Linked DNA regions of Mus musculus: region 1 is linked to region 2. The links are chromatin contacts, called in public Hi-C maps. All regions are on one chromosome and are shown on one strand. Each heading gives the region's core, a stretch centred on a gene start, on an enhancer-like site or on the middle of the called end of the contact. The rest is flanking DNA. Distances are from core to core; before and after follow the strand shown. Region 1 has its middle 88 kb from the start of Vav3. Region 2 has its middle 50 kb from the start of Slc25a24.

Region 1 (6,537 bases), core at 40-2,539, 84 kb before region 2:
AGTGTGTTCAACATTTCTAGCTCCATGGCAGACCTCTCCCAAGTGACTGGGAACATCTTTTCTGAGATGTCTCCAAAGCTCCTCTGTCCCTCTGTGTCCAGCACACAAAGGGATAAGTTGCAATTGTTCCCTAGTCAATCAATCCAGGGGCTCCCCAGTGCTCTCTGCCTTCTTGGACCCCAGCTTCTCCCTCACTGCACAGTCCCTGCTCCAGGCATCCAGGTGAGCATCTACCAAAGCAGTATAGGCCCTTCTCTCACCACCTCACCTGGCACCTCTCCAATCTGATCTCCAGGAGCCATTAACAGTGGTGCTTCCTAAGTCTTCATCATACACATACATGTTTGATGCCAAAATCCTTCAACGGCTTCCACAGACTCCTAGCATAGAGCCTAATACCCTTACCTGCTGGCTTCCTCAGATCTTTCTCTGTCTCCTCGCTCTTTTGAGTCCAGACACATTGGCTTAATTTCAGTCATTTAGCACAACTCAAGCCATCCACCCTAGGAAACCTGTGTACCTTCTGTCTTCCCATCCCCGGTTTTCTTTCTAAGCTAAGTTTGTTGTTAGGTACACTCTGATGTCTCTATATGCCTGTAGGCTAAAAGATCCAAGAGAGCAATGACTTAGGACAGCAAGCAGCCCACGGATAGGGGCTCAGGATTTCTAGAACTATGTATTGAATTGAAGTCGCACATGTGTTTAATACTTCTCTGAGCATTACCTCATTTAGCATTGATGCCAGCCTTAATGTTGTGTGACCTTGTCCCACTTTCATAGGCACATGCTAGGGAGCACAGCAGTTTGTTGCAGATCATAAAGAGGGTGAAAGGGGAAATTGAAGACTAAGCAGCCTAGCTGGAAATCAATCCCCTTCTCAAAGGTGCTTTGCCAACCTCTCCTTAGTCCTGTATTGTTCAAAACCTCTGTCAGGAGCACCCACTAGCTGCACCCAGAAATCGAACTGCTCTGAGTTACAGGCCCAGTGTGTCTGCCTTTACTATCTAACTACTGCTGTCCTCCAGATAGTTCTTCCCCATTCACGCATGTTTGCCTAAGAGAGAGAGAGAGAAAACTCTCTTGGCAAATGGAAAACTAAGCCTCTGCTCATAATTACCCAAGTGCCCAAGACATCTCGCATCTCCCTGCCCTGTCCCCACAAACACTACCCAAGCACTTCCACTTCCCCTTGTCCAAAACCCAGTAAACCACTTCAGCTTGTCAAGCAGTAAGAGGAGGGGATCTGCTCCAAAAGCGGCTGAGGAAGAAATGACGTCTGACAAGAGGCTGATGAGTCATCCTGGGAGCCCTGCAGAGTTTTCCAGAAACCCACTGTCATCACAATGGACCTGATAAGAGAGAGGCAGGGAGGTCAGTCAAGGCAGTACTAGAGTTGTGTGTTCACAAGCAGAAGAATATGGGTATGCCCTAAAAGGGGGGCGCGGGGGTTAGGGGTGTCTCTAGAGCCTGCATGAGGGTAGCCCTACTGAGTTTAGTCTCTGAAGATAAATTTCTGACTTTTGGCCTCCCAAACCATAAAATGATAACTTTGTGTAGCTTAAGCCACTAGGTAGGTGTGTGTGTGTGTGTATTTAGCAATTTGCAACACTAGCCACAGGAAACCAACACATCAGGCTTATCCTCTCTTCCCACTCCATAATCTTTCCATTACCTGAAGCCAACAGGAAGCCAACTGGCTGAGAAGCAAGAGAAGGATCCAGGCAAGTGCGCTCTGCCCTCTGGGACCCCTTTAGTGTGCTGTTGAATCTAGCATGTTCACATTTACAAAGCCCATTTTTCTCAGTCCTATTTTCAAATCCTTTATAGTGTACACACATCTTTTTCCTACGTGTATTCTGATTTAAGTGTGTTTGGGGAGCGGGAAAGAATGACAAATTAAAACCATTTACAGCAACAGGAACATGTGTACAACACTCACTCTCTCCTGATTCATTCAAACTTCATTGCTTGCTTACGCCTTAGAACCAAGAACGGCATGTGGCCAAGAAATACTTGAATGAAATAGTCATATGATTTTATAGATTTGTTTTAATTTTTTTCCTGTTTTATTATCGTATGAATCAAAACAGGTGCCATTAGCTCATCTTTCGCAGTAACAGTGGTAATTCAAACATTCTATAAAATGAAAGCATTTCATCAAGACAAATGCCACCACACTATCACGTGTGTGGCTCCCTTCTCTGAGTCACATCCCATCAATGTGACTTGGCAGCTCATCAGATCCCATCAGCCCAGTGGTTGAAAAAAAAAAAAAAATGGGTCACTGCACCGTGACAAAAGGACAGTCGATGAACATACAAGCAATTAAGAAAAGTTTGAGCCCCAGTGGTCACAAATGCCCAGAGGAAGCTTGTCCTTGAAGTGTGTGGGTGCCAGAGGCAGCACACAGGTCACTAGCAGCCCACCAGGGACACTTTTAAGAATCCAGACAGAAGGAAGTGGCTGAAAGCCACTGCTGAGGAGGACCCGAGGACTGGGGGAGGGGTCACTTTCTGCATTTATTAGCATTTAATTGAAACATTCTGCAGTCTTCTGTCCCAGGACCTTTGCAAAAAGTGGGAAGGGATCTCAACAGAAAAACTCAACAAGTATTCACTAATGAAATTTTATTTTTGCATACTTGTTATGGGAGTAGGTAAGGCTCACATGCTGTGAAGGTAAAATTCTACCGGACATACATACACAAAATACACATGGGGAGTGGTACTCATAAGCAAGCTAGCAGAGAGCTGGTGGTTATGGGAGTTGCATGATGGACCCATAAGAACTCATGTTCTTGTCTTCTTAAAATTTTAACTATGTGTTTTTAAATTTTCCACAAAACAGGTCATGTTGGGCTGGAGAGATGGCTCAGTGGTTAAGAGCACCGCCGACTGCTCTTCTGAAGGTCATGAGTTCAAATCCCAGCAAACACATGATGGCTCACAGCCATTCATAATGAAATCTGATGCTCTCTTGTGGTGTGTCTGAAGACAGCTACAGTGTTCTTACATATAATAAATAAATAAATCTTAAAAAAAAAAAAAACAGGTCATGTTGCTCTCACTGATGGCAGGTTTTGCTCCTCCCTCTACTGTTTGCTTTACAAACTCCTCTCCAGGTTTCCTTTGTGCTCTTTGTCTGGGAAGCCAGAAACTCTGCTCTCTGTGATTTTCTGTGCTTCTATGAAAAGTGGATGCCTGGTCTCTGAGAGGAAGGGTGGTAGCATCCAGGCTGAGGCCTGGGAAACTAGGGGTTGCTGAAGGAGAGAGAAAATCTACAAAGTATCCCCCTCCACTGAAACATGGTACTGGGTCCACTTCATGGGGTCAGCTCACCTGCACTAGATGGCTCCTGGCCCCCAAAGGGTACCCAGACCCTAAAGCAGCAGACTCTAACACAGCATCACTCCAAGTAGCATCAGCTGAACACCCAGCTGAAGCCACAGCACAGGGCTCAGCTCAGGGAAAATCAGGCTGAAGATACAATAGCCTCTGAGTGCCATCTTCCTGAGCTAAAGTATAAATATCTCTAAAGATGGAAGACTATTGACTGACTTGGGTATAAATGGGTCATTTCAACAACTTTAACTAAATGAAGAAGCCAGAGATCCACAGCCAAACACCAGGCAGAGCTTGGGAGTCATGCAGAAGAGTAGGGGATAGGATTAAGTAGCTGGAGGGTTCAAAGACACCACAAGATAACAGAGTCAACTTACCTGGGCCCATGAGCCACCAGCCAAAGAACATGGCTGGACCTAGGCCCCCTACACATCTGTAGCAGATGTGCAGCTTGGTCTTCATGTGGGTCTCCTAACAATTGGATCAGGAGGGTTGCCTGCTACTGGATACCCTCCCCCTAGCTGGCCTGCCTACTCGGGCTTCAGTGGGGTAAGATGTGCATAGTTTTTCTGCGACTTGATATTCCAGGGCAGGGTGGTACCCAAGAGGAGCTTCCTCTTCTCTGAGGGGGTAACTTGGGGGGAGGGGTTATAAGGGTGAGATTAGGAGGAGAGGAAGGAGGGGGCTACAACTGGGATATAAAGTGAGTGAATACTTTAAATATATAAATACATACATGCATACATACATGCATGCAGAGAGAGAGAGAGAGATGAAAAAGACAAATTCTACAAGCACTGTTGCTCAGCACTGCCTCTCTCTGCCTTGGAGAGCAGATAAAATGGAGATCTTATGTGGTTACTTTCTTCTTAGAGCCAGTTTTTAACGAGCAAAGCAAAGCTGTGCTTTCTATAGAATAGCAAGACCATCAAGATATGTGCTGTTAATGGGCTGTTTTTCAGCACTCATAAAGATACATCAATAAAGTGGAGCACAGTGAGAAAGAGAAATGCCCTGTTCCCTCTTTGAAACACTGAAAATCACAAGGCCCTTTAGCCTGATTACATTACAGTGGGGGAGGGGAGTTGTGAGGAAGTAAGTTGGATGCTCTGGGCTGTGCTATGCCTTATCCTCCTGAAGCCCTGCCTCCTCCCACTTCTTTTCCTTCTTAACAGCTGACCCAAAGGGCCTAAACTTAGCAAGGGCGAGGTGTAGGAAACTAGATAGTGCATTCTCCAGTTGGATAGGAAGTACTGGGCTCAATGTGTTTAAGGTTAAGATTAATTCCATACTTCCTCTGAATCTATTTTAAAAACACAGCAAAGGATGGCATATGTTGTCTTCTAACAAAAATGACACATGATCAAAGGGTAAACATGAGCTGCGTGTCAGACCTCTGACTCCTGCCCTCGACCCGTGCCTACGGAATCAGGAAAGGTATTTTACCATCTCCGTTAAAATGCGGTTGCTTCTGTTTATTGAGAGACTTCTGTAGTGAGGCAGCCAGAGGAATCACGGATCGAGCATGGCCGAACTGAGAGGAGTCAGGACATAGGAAAAGCCCAGGAGCTCTGTTGCTAAATGTCTCTCACTGCAAAGGAGACTATGAGCTACAAGTCTGAACCTTGATGCCTGAAACCAGAACTCTACCTGCTGCCTGGGTGGGAGAATCAAGTTTTCTCATTTTCAGTGACCATCCTCATTAATGTTGGCTGGTTATCATTCCCTGGGCTCTGCAAACAGGAGCTTCCATTCTATAGACCCACTCATTAGGACTGATTTAATTGAATTGAAGAAGAAAAAGTACTGGCTGCCAGGAAGCCAGGATTGAGACTCCTGGAGATCCTAGTTTCCTGGTGAATTCCAAGTGTGGCTTTCTCTAGCAGCAAGGTACAGACGATGAATTAACACAGTCCCTGCATCACTCTGTGTCTCTTCCAGTGTCCCCAACCATCTTCCACACATCACCTCAAAGAAGGTTGATGTCTCCCTAAGCTATTGTCCCTTTGAGGTTTGTTTGGATGCTGGTTTGATGATCCACAGGCATGGGAGAAGTTGAAACTAACTCATAATCTCTTGTGTATAGAGAAAATCATCTCAGAGGTTCACAGGTCACAGAGCCTAACAATTCTACATTCTAATTGGTACCCCGGGAGTTCTTTTAAGCAGGATGGTGGGGGGATGGCAGCATCTGGGTAGAAAGCAGTATGTCTTTGAACTGGGTACAACAGTTAAAGCCATTCCTGGTCATGCCTTTTCTCACTGTTCAGATACTTCTAGTATTCTTAAACCAAGTTGGGCTTTCTGCTCTGAGCACCAAGGATGTTAATCTCAAGTGCTGAGAAAGACCCCAAAGATCTACTCTTGGGGAGATTAGGACCCAGTAGAGGGAGGTGGGCCATGGCCATGAAACCGAGTGACTAGAATTAAAGTGTCATAAAGAAAGTAAAGAAGGCAACACATTTCACAACTTCCAGGAAGATCTATTGGACCAGATATAGAAGGAAGACTAAGACCATGCAGGACCATGAATGTTCCTGGTGGGGAACAAATTCAAAGGCTATGAGGCAATAGCAAGCATGGCAAGTCTAAGAAACAACAAGGAGGTCAGAGGGTGGGCACACAGAGAGCACTGAGGACCGGCTGTCAGACCCAGGCAGGGCCAAACTCTGCAGGGCCTCCTGGTGCAAAGCTGGACTCATTCTGGTGTCTTGGGTTTGATATTGTCCTCCACGTGCTGGAGGAACAATGGTGGGCAGAAGGCCTTAAGCAGGAGATGGCATGCTCTCACTCTAAGGGGGAGGGAGGGGAGCCAAAGTTATGAGAGAGCAGTTGACAAATGATTGTGGCACAGCAAAGATGTTAATGAGTGACAGCCCTCCTGTGTCTTGCTCATGCTCCAAGCACTGTACCGAGCTCTCTGTAGGCAGGACTTCATTCATTTTCCCTAATACACCTTTAAGAAGTTGAGACTAAATGGCCACAAAGGGTAGAACAGGCAACCAGAGGAATTCACCACTGTGGAACTTCTGCAATGAAGTCTACATAAGTAAGGGATGGAGCCATTTAACACAATGAGACACTTCCTTTTCATGTATCTCTATGCTTCTGAGGCAGTCCTAGAATTGAAATGATTTGTTCCGGCAGTTCTGGTTTAATTTTCTATTTTATTATGAGGGTATGTGAAGGAGGTTTT
Region 2 (5,897 bases), core at 3,153-5,652:
TTATACGTGGGGCAGAGGGTATATATAGTTCAATGGTAGAGCATTTACCTACTATTTGCAAAGCTCTGTATTCCATCCCTAACATTATGCTGTCGCATCCCAAAATGTCTTCACCCCAAACCATTTCTCTGTTAAATTTATAACTCAAACTCTCTGCCTAACCCAACTCTTTCCTATCCACTTACCTGCCAACCATTCCCACTATACTTGTTCTCTGAGACCTCTGATTCATGGGCCCACACACTTCTGTGTGTGGTTCCCCCTCTCTCTACTCTGGCTCGCTGGACCACACTTCACAGTCCCTTCTCAGAGCTCCAATGCCCTTTCCTCTCTGGCTTTCCCAGCAGTTCCCTAGAGAAAGCCTGGATGAACCCAGCACCTTCTCTCTTTGTAGTTTCCCCAGAGATGCTGGAGCAGAAAACTCTCGCCCACCCACACCCGTCAACATCTTCTCATAGCAGAGCCACAGAGCGGGGGGAAGGTGGGGCAGACTTGTTCTCTGTCCTCATCTGGAGGGAAAGATGCCTCACCTGCTAGCTGCCCCTCTTCACCTAACTCCCTCTCCTCCACTCTCTCACCTCCTAGGACCTCTCAATCATCATCCTTACCTACCACCTCTACTTACTCCTTAGGGGATCGTCTGACTTCATGGCTTTAAATAGCATTTAGATGCTCATGACTGCCAAATGATGCATTTAGAAATCCACAACTGCTGGCCTGAAATGTTGACCTGAATTTGTAATGATTTCTACCATGGTTTTTTATTTGTTTGTTTTGTTTTGTTTTTTGTGTTTTGGTTGTTTTGTTTTGTTTTGTTTTGTTTCCAGTCCCTAACACAGCGGCTCCAAACTTGATTGCATAAGAACCACCTGGAGGTGCCATTAAAAAAAAAAAAAAAGTAGAAGAAGAAAAAGAAGAGTCAGCTATGTAGCCCAGATTGGTTTCAGCCTCAGTTTTTTTTATATCCAAAACTAGGGGTCTCTGCTCTAACCATGTTAGTCACACTGCTTCTCCATCTGCATGACAGGCAACTTTTTCATTCTTTCTTGGGCCAAAAGCCTAGACTCACTCTTAACTCAACAGTTGCTCGTCCCCTATCTAACCAGTCTGCTGCCTAAAAGGGCACTGGAAAACACCATACTTCATTTACAGTTATTTGATCCAAACTACAAATATAAAAAAAAACGTTGCACACAACGTTTAGAGAAAAAGCAATTTTCAAGGACTCTCCTCCGAGGCTCAACACCAGAATCACCTGGGGCATCAGGTTCTCTTCCACCCTCAGATCTCTTTGCCCTGGGGTAAGAGTAAATAGTTTTAAAAGCCAAGCCGCCTGCTACCAGCTGGGTGTGTTGTCACTTGCCAATAATCCCAGAACATTGGAGTAGGGTGCTGACACATGAGGCTTGAGCATTGGATTGGATATTTAATTGGGTGTTCGATTGAGCATTCCCTAGGCTACCTTGGCTAGATGTTGTTGTTGTTGTTGTTGTTGCTGTTGTTGTTGTTGTTGTTGTTGTGTTCATAAAAAGAGAAAGGGAATATGTTTGATGGAGGAGTAGTCAGGTATGGGGGAAGCAGGTGCCTCCAAGGGCCCATACTGAGGCATCCCTTCTTTCCGAGGGACCAGCCACACAACAGTGTATTATAGAATAGAGTTGATTCAGGGCATGGGGAGGGGAGTTGAGAGGGTAGTAGAGACAGAGAGAGAGAGAGAGAGAGAGAGAGAGAGAGAGAGAGAGAGAAGAAGAAGAAGAAGAAGAAGGAGGGGGAGGAAGAGGAGAAGGAGGAGGAGGAAAAGGAGAAGGAGGAGGAGGAAGAAGAGGAAGAGGAGGAGGAGGAGAGAGAGCAGAGGAGGGGAAAGCAGCCCCTTTTATAGTGAGTCAGGCATACCTGGCCATTGCCAGGTAACTGGGGCCGAACTTAAACAAAATGCTACCAGTTGTCGTTGTTGTTTTTAAAACCACTCCAGGTAGTTCTTGTGTGGTCAAGTTTCCAAACCGCTGTGCTAGGAAGTTAAAAATAACTAGTATTAATCAACATTTAAATGTTAAACCGTTTGGGTATCATACACAAAGACAATATTCCAATATTAAAACAAATAAAACAAGCTAGAGAAAGTACCCAAGGAGCTAAAGGGGTCTGCAACCCTATAGGTGGAACAACAATATGAACTAACCAGTACCCCCCCCCCCAGAGCTCGTGTCTCTAGCTGCATATGTATCAGAAGATGGCCTAGTTGGCCATCAGTGGAAAGAGAGGCCCATTGGTCGTGCAAACTTTATATGCCTCAGTACAGGGGAACGGCAGGGCCAAGAAGTGGGAGTGGGTGGGTAGGGGAGTGGGGGAGAGGGTATGGGGGACTTTTAGGATAGCATTGGAAATGTAAATAAAGAAAATACCTAATAAAAATAAATATAAATAAATAAATAAATAAATAAATAAAACGTATTAAAACTGGGATGTATATAAGCATACCCTAGCCTCTTTTTGAGCCATCACTTGAATCTTGTCTAATCTTTGATTTCTCACATTGATTAAAGTCTTTTAGAACTTTTAAACATTGCTCTTTTGCTGAGACTATCTTCCCACTACAGAGAAGCTCACACTCTCAGCTCTCACTGGGCTGGGTATTTCCATTTAAAGCACAGCTTTCTTTTTTTTTTTCCTGTGAACTGAAACTGAAAACACAGGGCAAGGCTAAGGAGGTTAAACAACCTGCAGGCACCAGGCCAGGCTAATCTCTGTAGTGAGTCCAGAGAGAAAGAGAGAGAAGGGATCAGGGGTCAAGGTCGGGGAATGGGGGTTTGTGGGGGGGGGGGGATGCATGGGGCAGTAGCTCAGTGGTAGACTGCTTGCCAGACAGGCACAAGGCCCTAGGTCTAATCCCCAGGCCTTACAGTTAAAAATCAAAACAACAGGAGAATGAGAGGAAGAAGGAAGAGACAGCCTGCACCTACACCTTCCTCCACACACCCTTCTTCCATCCCTGTCTTCAGAAGGGAGCTTCGTAAGAAACCTGAGTGGTCACCCTGGTCTGACATTTCTCCTTCACGTCCTAATTTCTGGGGGGGGGGGGAGGGAGGGTCCCCCCCTCTGATCAAAACATCTGTGGTGGAAGCAAAAGGGTTTATTGGGTGTTTCTGTCTGTTTGTTCACTTGTCTGTTACTGTCATTAGTTGATACTGTTTTGTATCACAGGTTGGCCTCAAACTTGCTACCTAGCCAAAAATGACCTTGAATTCTTAATCTCTCTGTCTCCAATTCCCAAGTACTTGTGCTTCAGCCTGTCCCTCCACACCTAGCTACCAGAATATCTTTTTCTACTTGTTTCTTGAACCAAAAGGAATCCCAGGTTAACGACAGGATGCAATTTGAGTTGCGTGATTTTCCAAATGAATTCCTCTACTGAGCTTAGTGTTCCAGGAACACAGCAAGAATCTATTATGGAGAAACCCCTTTTTTATTTCCCTGTAGGTATGGGAGCACGGGGTGTGTATGCACTTGGTGTGTGCGCACATGTGCATGGAGGCCAGAAGTCAACACTGGATGTCTTCCTCAATTGCTCTGCACCTTAGTTTTTGAGTGAGTCTCTCACTGAACCTGGAGCCCCGGGATTCAGCTAAACTGGCTGGCCAGCAAGCCTAGAGACCTGCCCATGTCTAGCATTGGACAGCTGCGCCTGGGTGCTGGGGTCTCAAGTCCTCATACTCACACAGTAGGCACTTTATCAACTGAGCCATCCCCAGCCCCTCAATTCTTATTTCTTGTAAAACATATCGACCAGAGTATGCCACAAAATCAATGCTTACAACTCCTGTAGAAAAAAACGAAAACCCCATCCCACCCCCCCAAAAAAAATGATCAGAAAAAAATAAATTTTGGGAGCATGTTATTAATTGCTTAATTTATTTTTATTTCCACACTGGTGTCATAAGCTTGAGTTACAATGACACTTCTCAACTGATTTTGGGAAATGAAAAAAATATTTACCCACATAAATATCCCAGCAATATTTGCCAGGTTGTGAACGTGTACCCACAGCTCACTACATCAGCAGCCTTGTTTGTTCTTTCAATCGTGTTTAATTTCACTTTTAAAATATGGCATCTTTCTGGTTTGGGGAAAATATCGTTAAAAGCAAGAACAAGCCCTTCTCTTCAGAGGAGCCCATGAAAGGCTTCTCTGTCGTCTCCTCTCCTGGAATGGTAACAGGCTGACCCTAATTTCACTCCTCTAAATAGGGTAACGGTGGTTTGAGCAGGAAATCTAAATTCGGCCTCCAAGGTAGCCCAGTGATTTTCCAGGTCATAGCAAAGGGAAAAAGCAAAAGTTGGAAGGCTTTGTCCTTTCCCAGGTACCAAACGGCTCCGGCGCTCGCTGAGAGACGTCTGCCACCTAGTGGAACACAGAGGCCACTGATGTTACGTGCAGTGAACAAACCCTTACTGGCCTCAAGAAATAACTGTGGAGTCCACATTGGGCCCCATAAATATGTACAATGACTGATTGTTGCTTTTAAATAACAAGCTTTTAAAAAATATGTGGTTCTACAGCCAAATATAACAGGGCTTCACGGTCCAAACTTCTGTTGATGCTGGGTAGATTAATAGAATAAATAGTACACCACCAGGTGGTGGTGGCATTCAAAGCCAAGTCACAAAATATTCTTTTCTACTAATGGAAACAGCACAGTACCACCACGTTGAAGCCTCCTGGTGAAGCGCTGTCGTGTAAAGTGGAGTGTTTTTATTTGACAGCAACCTGTGTATCCTGGGTGCTTTTTTTTTTTCCCACTCTGAACAGAAACAGTGTGAGGTACGGAGTATACTTAGCCTCTGGCGTGATGATGAAAGTAACATACATGTTGCAAACTCCCACGCAAAGAGCATTTTCTAACTCTTCACATCCATGTAATAAATAATGCAGATCGTCTTTTGGAGATGACTGATACAGTCCCATGCAATTGATGACGTCAGAGCTAGAGCCCACGTGGCTGTTCCTGATTTCTTCTCATTTCATTTGTGGTATTTTTCCAGCTTGTACTAAATGATTGCTATTAATTTCTATTAAAAGAGATACAGGCACCGTATATCTTTGATAGCACAGTCCAGAAGCATCCTTCCCAATTCTAGGTTTGCTTCCTAGTTGCAACTCTAATAGATGGGTTGTGGGTGGGGGCGGACTCTTCCTCCATTGGCTCTTCTACCTGGACGCTGTCTATCGAGCTATCTGCTGTGACATCACATCGCCACACACCAGGGATGCCGGGGGATTTGGACACTCTGTGGATAGAATGGTCTGTTGCTTATGTTAAACAAATGCTAGTAAGGACCCCTTCTGAGTGCGGAGCTCCCTGCCGTGTGGCAACAGAGGTTTCATCCTGAGACACAGTGCAGCAACCTAGAGACAGTCTGAGATTTGGTATCTCTATGTTCCCATCTCTCTCATCTCCAGCCACGACGACGAGTTAGCATTCCCTCCCCTCTGTGACGTGTGAATGTGGGAACAGAAGTCATTTTCAGTGGAAGGCTCTTTTGTCTTCAGGAACACATACACTCCCAGTAGAGTAGATGTCAGGGTCCCAGAGAAGCGAGCAAAGGAAATCTCTCAACATCACAGAGGAAAGGGGGAAACCCAGTGATAGCAAAGGAGACAGATTGCCAGGTTCTAGCCCTGTGTCATCTCAATAGAGCCCATTCTAAGCATAGCACAATGGCTGAATCAGATACATGGATACTGGTGTAAAAGGTTTCTTGGCATTGACCAATGTGGACAGTGACTGCTGTCCAGAGAGGCCAGGATCCCCCGCCCACTGCTTCGGTTGTTAAGTGATATAGGAGTCTCCTGACAGATTTAAGTTGCTTGCATGACAATGTCGCACACCAAGATTCCTG

What was found. A called contact is a pair of places that touch in the nucleus more often than the background predicts.
Region 1: a contact with region 2 is called in a Hi-C map of bone marrow-derived macrophages, with 5 times the contacts expected there. The contact joins two enhancer-like sites. A contact is called at or near these places in 13 of 484 Hi-C or Micro-C datasets (the BV-2 cell line, the C2C12 cell line, the HPC-5 cell line and 8 more), 4 of 115 datasets of contacts at active chromatin or transcription factors (bone marrow-derived dendritic cells, fibro-adipogenic progenitors, heart atrium and 1 more) and 1 of 9 other capture datasets (bone marrow-derived macrophages).

What each region holds. Positions count from the first base shown.
Region 1 is chr3:109,249,878-109,256,414 of GRCm38.p6, reverse strand. No RefSeq gene overlaps it. Among named protein-coding and RNA genes, the nearest start is that of Vav3, 88 kb to the left of the region's middle. Within about 2 kb of position 1,289, at least 129 of the 459 cell types and tissues checked have an H3K27ac peak or open chromatin away from gene starts, as enhancers often do. A contact at or near this core is called in bone marrow-derived macrophages, where this site is marked.
Region 2 is chr3:109,170,031-109,175,927 of GRCm38.p6, reverse strand. No RefSeq gene overlaps it. Among named protein-coding and RNA genes, the nearest start is that of Slc25a24, 50 kb to the right of the region's middle. Within about 2 kb of position 4,402, at least 25 of the 459 cell types and tissues checked have an H3K27ac peak or open chromatin away from gene starts, as enhancers often do. A contact at or near this core is called in bone marrow-derived macrophages, where this site is marked.